Linked DNA regions of Salmo salar: region 2 is linked to region 1. The links are chromatin contacts, called in public Hi-C maps. All regions are on one chromosome and are shown on one strand. The core of a region is the stretch at or near the end of the contact, and the rest is flanking DNA. Distances in the headings are between cores, read along the strand shown.

Region 1 (4,068 bases), core at 317-2,816:
TCTTGCTGCTAGTTATAAATCTATTTACCTCTGCAAGTCTAGCTGCTAGTTGTAAATCTATTTACCTCTGACACGCTCACTCTGCAAGTCTAGCTGCTAGTTATAAATCTATTTACCTCTGCAAGTCTAGCTGCTAGTTATAAATCTATTTACCTGACACGCTCACTCTGCAAGTCTAGCTGCTAGTTATAAATCTATTTACCTCTGCAAGTCTAGCTGCTAGTTATAAATCTATTTACCTGACACGCTCACTCTGCAAGTCTAGCTGCTAGTTATAAATCTATTTACCTCTGCAAGTCTAGCTGCTAGTTGTACATCTATTTACCTCTGCAAGTCTAGCTGCTAGTTGTAAATCTATTTACCTCTGACACGCTCACTCTGCAAGTCTAGCTGCTAGTTATAAATCTATTTACCTCTGCAAGTCTAGCTGCTAGTTATAAATCTATTTACCTCTGCAAGTCTAGCTGCTAGTTATAAATCTATTTACCTCTGCAAGTCTAGCTGCTAGTTGTAAATCTATTTACCTCTGACACGCTCACTCTGCAAGTCTAGCTGCTAGTTATAAATCTATTTACCTCTGACACACTCACTCTGCAAGTCTAGCTGCTAGTTATAAATCTATTTACCTCTGACACACTCACTCTTGTTTTCTGTGAGCCCTTTTATATATGATGTCTATGATATCAAACCTGACTCTCATCTATGTAGGCTTCCAAGTACAGTATGTTGTACACTATATGGTACTGTATTGACCTCCCCCAAGTTGAACCTGGACCATCTCTATGCTGTTGATGAAGCACTGTAGTACAGGTAACTGCCAAAATGATAAAAACACATGAGGGATACAAAGTATAATGAAAGCAGGTGCATCCACATACGTGTGGTACCTGAGTTAATTAAGCAATTAACATCCCATTATGCTTAGGGTATAAAAATACCCAGTTGCCCCATTGTTTTGGCTACCATGGCTAGAAGAAGAGATCTCAGTGACTTTGAAAGAGGGGTCTGAAAGGAGCATGGAGGGGTTAAAGGGTCTGTGTGTCAGTCACCAGATCTCAACCCAATTGAACACCTATCCCATTGGGCTCAGACGCCAGTTCGTCTAGATTTGATTTGCATTTGGTTGAGTTGTTAACAAATGTGAATTCAATGTGAAATCAACCAAAAATGTCATCCTGTCATTGCAAATCCAATCAGTTTTCCATGTTGATTCAATGTCGTCACATTAGAATTTTGGGGTTGAAATGACGTAGAAACAACATTGTGTTCAACTAGTTTTTGCCCGGTGAGATGGGAGATTCTGGACAGCGTTTTCCACCACCATTCCAACCATTTCACCATCCCGCCAATAGAGTTTCAGACAACTGTAGAATCTATGCCAAGGAGCATTGAAGCTGTTCTGGCTGCTCGTGGTGGCCCAACGCCCTATTAAGACACTTTATGTTCTTTTCTTTGACAGTTATCTGAAGGTACAAGCATCATCTTCTGTCTTGTCCTCCATCTTTCTGAGCTGCTGTGCCCTACACAGGAAGTAGGAAGTGTTTAGATTTCAGGGAGGTCTTTTTGAAGATATGGAGAATAGTTACTGTACATGTCTTGCTTAGTTAAGACTGATAGTACCACACAGTCTGAACAAGCAGACTCTCTTCCTAAGACATGCAGAGTATTGTACAAACATTGTATTCTTGTAATTCCCTGTGAAAGGTACAGTAGGCCTATATGTTGAGTTAAATAGACAGGACAGTAGATCATTCATTCATTCATGATAGAAAGTGGCCTCCGGTCTCCTGTACGACCTGGTATGAATTTCTGGAGTCTGGAATGGCGCGAGTACAGTACAGTAGTGCTCTTTTGTGATCGATGAAGTAACGAAAGGGGGAAATAGCTAAACAGTGATGAAGTCATGTAACTCCCTTCTCCTGTACATCGGGAGGGATTTTCCTGTACATCACAGGGGCTTTTCATAGGGGCTTTTTATTATGGGAAATAAACTACTTTGATTCGGTATTCCATTGGGGGGTGTAAGGTTATATGGAAGACGGTGATAATTGTCAGATTTTGTCAAATATGACTTGGAAGTCACTTGAGGATCCAAAAGGGGGAAATGTTTCTCCATGTGACCCAGGGTGGTTGTTCTGTGCAGTCTGTTCCATGGCCTGGCTGTGAACGCTAACGTCCTGTTGTGGTGTGGGGCCCCACTCTTTCCATTTCACCTGGGAGTCAGTCTCACTGAAACCTGTTCTCTCTGTCAGTGAAACTCAGCTTGTCTGTACAAGCCTTAACAATGTTACATTGATACAATCTGACAGCTACCAATATTGCTCAACAGACTCTAAATAGAAAAAGATGTCTGGGAAAAATCCTGTCTTTACCAAAAAAACAGCTCAATTTGATTAATTTAGGTCTATATTACTATGTGATTATTTTGACAGTATCAACATGGACTGCATACTACTGCGCAGTATCAACATTTTCAAATAAGCTCACTGACCATTACATTGGCTATCAAGATACAATTTAACCTTTTTAATTAACTAGGCAAGTCCGTTAAGAACAAATTCTTATTTTACAATGACGGCCTACCCCGGCCAAACACTCCCATAACCCAGACGACGTTGGGCCAATTGTGCTCCGCCCTATGGGACTCCCGATCACGGCCGGTTGTGATACAGCCCGGGATCGAACCAGGGTCTGTAGTGACACTTCTAGCACTGAGATGCAGTGCCTTAGACCGCTGCGCCACTCTGGAGTCCACTCTGCTTCCTTTTGCATTATTGCATCTAATTTCATCCCAGATTTTTTTTTTTGTGTTGTAGTTTGACTGCCCTCTCATATCTGTCCTGTTATTGTAGTTCCCGGCTGCCCTCTGACCCCAGACACCCCCAGCAGTGAGTCCAGAATGTGCAGTAGCAGACTGGGGGCTCTGAAGAAGCAGAACGACATTGAGCTCAAATGCAAACAAGGAGCTGAGAATATGATCCAGATGTATTCCAATGGATCCTCCAAGGTAGTGTGTGATGGAGGGTATGGCTACCCTATTAGATTTGAGTTGAGCTGGAATGTCTCAATGCTTTTAACCTCATTTGAAAGACCATATACACAGCCGTACAAAGTCGCTGTTATTGAATATGTTACTCAAGTTGAAATGCTAAGAATGTTTATTTTGATCTTTTTGAGAGTGAATGAGTAAGTTGTTTCCAAAAGAAATCAAAACAAATGGCGAAAACAAAATGGTTAAAACACTGAGCTAAAGAAATAGCCCGTTTTTAACATGCTTATGTTTACATGTATCCCCCCCTCCTAACTTCAATAGGATAAGAAGCTGCTTGCCACTGCTCAGCAGATGCTGCAGGACAGCAAGACCAAGATGGAGTTTATCAGGATGCAGATCCTCAAAGCCAGCCAGACTGGTGAGACCAACTACGGCAATAACGACGGTATGAACCCACTATAACCTTAGAAACACATCTCTCGTCAATGGCATGCGTCTGTCTGTTGGAGGGCTTTTCCCTCTGCTATATGAAGTATATGTGGGGAATTAGGCTTTTTGGACTTTGTGCATCCTTTTTAAAATGTTTGATTTGTTTTACAAACATTTTTAAACCTCCCTGTACAGATATGTTCAAATGTTTTCTGGGTTATGAAAAGGTAATAGTTATGGTATTTCTGGTCTCCAGTCTCAGTGATAATGAGAGATTTCTGGTCCCCAGTCTCAGTGATAATGATGAGACATTTCTGGTCCCCAGTCTCAGTGATAATGATAAGACATTTCTGGTCCCCAGTCTCTGTGTCCAAGCCCATCATCAGTCCTCTGGACCTGAGACTAGAGGAGTTGCGACATCACTCCAGGATAGAACATGCTGTAGCTGATGGAGCCCAGAACGTCATGATCCTGCTGGGCTCTTCTGGGAAGGTTACGGAGAAGAAGGCCCACTCTGAGGTGAGACGATGGATTTATACCTAGGGTTGCAAAATTCTGGTTACTTTACCTAAAATTCCCAGTTTTTTTATTTTATTTATTTTTTTCAGAAATACTGGTTGGAAGATTCCCAGATAGTAGGGAATAAG
Region 2 (4,278 bases), core at 743-3,242, 35 kb before region 1:
ATGAATTGTGCGAGAAATATCAGTGGAAAAACTTTTATGTGCAAATGTTGATATAATAATAATCATATTGTCACGTCCTGGCCAGTATAAGGGTTAATTGGTATAGTAGTTTGGTCAGGACGTGGCAGAGGGTATTTGTTTTATGTGGTTAGGGGTGGTGTTTTTCTAAAAAGGGCGTTTGATTTAGTATTTCCGGGTTTTGGTTTATGATCTATGTTTATGTAATTCTATGTTGAGTCTAGTGTGTCTGTTTCTATGTTTGGGTTCATTGGGGTTGGGACTCTCAATTGAAGGCAGGTGTTGTCTATTTGCCTTTGATTGAGAGTCCCATATATGAGGGTGTGTTTGTCTGTTGTGGGAGATTGTTTTTGCACTGCGTTAGGATAGCATGCAAAACTGTTGCACTGTTATTGTTTTTTTGTATAGTGTTCACGTGAGCAATTAATTAAATTCAAAAATGAACACGACATCCGCTGCGTATTGGTCTACATTTTCAGACGACGATTTCGCTATATCGTCAGAAGACGAAGACAGCCGTGACACATATCAATGTAAACTTGGAGTCACACAACAGGGAAACCCTGGTCTAGAGCACACGTCTTGCCAATGTCACAGCGGGCACACGCTATATCACTGCAACAGTTCTTTGTGATAAAACATAGTTGAAAATGCAATGAAAACCCATTTAACTTGTATTTTTTTATTTGGTGTGCATACATGGGAATTGAATCACAAAAAAGAGACGCTGCTGCCTACATTAAGACCCAATCACTGGCCACTTTAATAAATGGATTACGAGTCACTTTAAACAAAGCCACTAAATAATGCCACATTAACAATGTTTACATATCTTACATTACTCATATCACATGTACAGTATATACTGTATTAGATACCATCTACTGCACCTTGCCTATGCCGCTCATCCATATACTTATATGTACATATTCTCATTCACCCCTTTTGGATGTGTGTGTATTAGGTAGTTGTTGGGGAATTGTTAGATATTACTGCACTGTTGGAACTAGAAGCACAAGCATTTCGCAAGATTCCCATTAACATCTGCTAACCATGTGTATGTGACCAATAACATTTGATTTGATTTAGCTAGGTCCTTACAAGTGTACTGATCCAGGCTGCATCACATCCGGCTGTGATTGGGAGTCCCATAGGGCAGCGCACAATTGGCCCAGCGTCGTCCAGGTTTGGCTGGGGTAGGCCGTCATTGTAAATAAGAATTTGTTCTTAACTGACTCGCCTAGTTAAATAAAGGTTAAATAAAAAATCCAAAAATACTGTAAGACATCCCGGCAATTTAGAGAAAAACCCTGTCGCAGTTGTCTTCACTAGTTACCACAGCCACAAACCCCACCTATTTCTACATTGTCTCTTCTTAAAATGTGATTTTAAACCTAACTTTAACCTTATGGCTGACCATAATATATCACGCTTTGACTTTGTGGCTGCTGTAACTAGTGGAAACTAGTTGTGCCTGTTATTCACACGCGTGTCTGCTCTCTCGTTGGCTAGAATGGTCCCACCTAATCTCGCCTCGTTAGAGCACAGATAGAACAACGAGACAGATATTTCACTAGATGTTTAAATGTGAATCATCCGGTTGGCGCTTCCACTCACTACCAAATATGGTAGTGAGAGGAAGCCCACGGGCAGCGGGAGAAGATGGAACGAGATGGATTTTGGCCGACATTATGCAACATTTCTCAGCGATGAAACGTTTTGATCTCAATACAGTTTAATGTTCCCAAAACTAGAATATGTTATGAACAGAGTGGACTGCGATTTATACTTTACCCTTTGCAAAAGTTTTTTAAAAATCATGTTGTTTAGAAAGAGTGCAAAGCCAAAGGCGAATTTATTTATTGCACACGCGCACTTCACAAAGTAGGCGTTCCCTAACGGAAATATGCAGATGATGCTAGAACGCGCCAATAGGATCTCACTAGCTCGTCTTTAGCTCTGACCCCTTCCTTGCTTATTTTTCCCCACTATGGCGCATTAATTCCCATCGGAAACGACGGATTGTGGTTTATATTGGTTAAATTATACAAATCTTTGGTTAGAGCAAGAAGGAGGTAGCTGCATCCCAATATGGCGACCGGGGAATGGGCGAGTGGGTGTGTCGAAAGGAAAGTAGTGGGCGTGTGTGGAAAGGAGTGTGTGGAAAGCACTCTGCGACTATAGGTTATGGTTATTTCTAGACGACTGGGTCAGTGATCTTCATGTCCGAAAGTCGAAACTCTACAGAGGCCCGAGTTCCCTAGTTGGATGACCGTTCAAAACGATTTTTCCCAGTCAGAGCTCGTTTTTTCCCCAGTTCTCTTGAACGCACTGAAGTCGGATATTTCCGAGTTCACAGTTGTTTTGAACGCTACATATAGTGTGTGAATTTGTTGCTGGACTGGCAGACAACGTTCAGTCGGAACCGCGCATAAAGTTTTTAATTCGGTGTGTTTCTGAGGACGGTTTCAGGATAGGAGCGCTTGCGTTTAGTATTTTTAGTTCTACATAAGGAGAGAACTACAAGATATTTTGGGATTGTTTTGCGGTTGAATCTTTTTGAACAGCCTACAGAATGAAGTCTAAAAATACAGTAATGGGAAAGTTCCTATGTTAATCACGAAGAGAGGTGATTACTGATGATTTCGGATATACGAAGTAGGAATTCGTATTTTTAGGAAAATATCCTGCATAGGCTACGGGAGGAATAATATTGTTTCTTCATATGAGTCGTCCAATATCCTCTGTCCCGAGTTTTATTCAAAGTTGAAAAACCAAGATGGCGGCGGATTCCCTACAGGTAAGAACTCTGCAACTAAAACGCGTTTTTTTACAACAGTTTGTGGGCCTATAATGACATCTTTTGTTTTCAGGTCATGGTTATTTCTGTAAAAGACTGGCCTTGGTAGGAATTTGTTCATACCTTGTTACTTTGTGTCCAACTGTAGCTTTAGTGTAACAGAGAAAATGTGATTGTATCTCTTTGCATAATCCCTCCCAAACCTATTTTGTTTGATTACTTCTAAAGCGGAAGTGAAATTATTCACGTGATCAATAAAGTAATATGCCCTAATCTCTGTTACTCAGATTATGTCAAACTAATCTCTCTGTCTGTCTGTGGGTGTGACAATTTGTTTAGGGCACCTCATAGAGCTGGGTGATATGGACAAAAATCCTTATTGCGATAAATGTATTGAATTATCACAACGATTATATTGAACGATAAGAATATAACATTAATGTGCACCACCGTTTTATTTTTTATGACCCTTACAACAACTACTTGAATGTTGTACCTATCAATTGTCATATTAACAATCACCTATTTTAGCAAAGTTATTTCTGTTCAAACTTCACGTTTCTCTAGTAGGGATCTGCTGTTATTTATCGTTATGAATCAGCAAAATGTCCACTAACTGGTCTGTTTGGTCGGTGTCGATCATTTTCAGCTCCAGCACCTCAGTCTCACTGTCACAGTAAACTCCCGTTTATTTCTATTAATATTATCAATTATTTTCTCTCACAGACATTACAAAGTCAGCTCTTCCTATAGTCGGTTAATTAACTGTTGCTTGGGGCAGGTAGATCATAGGCTTCAGTTTCATACAGTGGACTAGTTTTTGGTTTCAACCACTCCTGATTGTGCAGTGTAGTAAGTAGCACAGAGTATTTTACACTCTACTAAACTCTCTTTGGTAGTCGGCTTCAACTGAAACTGAGGTAATATTATTTTCAGTTGAGGTGCTCGGGAAGTTGGTGTGGAACAGGCAGGGTAGGCCTTCTTTGCAATGCAGTAAAGGGCTCTGGGACCACCTAGGATAGGATTCCTTGGTTTAGCAACATGATGCATAGCCACTTTAAATAACCCTACCTACATGTACATCATTACTTCAATTACCTCGACACCGGTGCCCCCGCACATTGACACATTGAGTCTGTACCGGTACCCTCTGTATATAGCCCCGCTATTGTTATTTACTGCTGCTCTTAAAATGATTTGTCCTCTTTTTTTTTGTAGGTATTGTCTTAACTGCATTGTTGGTTAAGGGCTTGTAAAGTAAGCATTTCACCTGTTGTATTCGGCGCATGTGACAAAATACAATTAGATTTGATTCATTAACCTGTCTGGGCAACGTGGGACGTTTGAGTCCCACCCTAGTCAACAGCCAGTGTCGCACGAAATACAAATACCTCATAAATGCTATAACTTCAATTTCTCAAACTAATGACTATTTTACACCATTTTATAGATACACCTCT

Evidence for each region. A called contact is a pair of places that touch in the nucleus more often than the background predicts.
Region 2: a contact with region 1 is called in a Hi-C map of gill, with 2.3 times the contacts expected there. The contact joins the promoter of LOC106560658 here to the enhancer-like site in region 1. A contact is called at or near these places in 2 of 3 Hi-C or Micro-C datasets (blood and gill).

Annotation. Positions count from the first base shown.
Region 1 is chrssa10:53,087,644-53,091,711 of Ssal_v3.1, reverse strand. It overlaps LOC106560658 (serine/threonine-protein kinase N2), which reads left to right. Exons shown (of 20, transcript XM_014123742.2): 3 at 2,853-3,007; 4 at 3,314-3,437; 5 at 3,783-3,940. Among protein-coding and RNA genes, the nearest start is that of kat3, 27 kb to the right of the region's middle. Within about 2 kb of position 1,566, at least 1 of the 13 cell types and tissues checked has an H3K27ac peak or open chromatin away from gene starts, as enhancers often do. A contact at or near this core is called in gill, where this site is marked.
Region 2 is chrssa10:53,123,356-53,127,633 of Ssal_v3.1, reverse strand. It overlaps LOC106560658 (serine/threonine-protein kinase N2), which reads left to right and starts at 1,992. Exons shown (of 20, transcript XM_014123742.2): 1 at 1,992-2,818. The coding sequence starts at 2,798.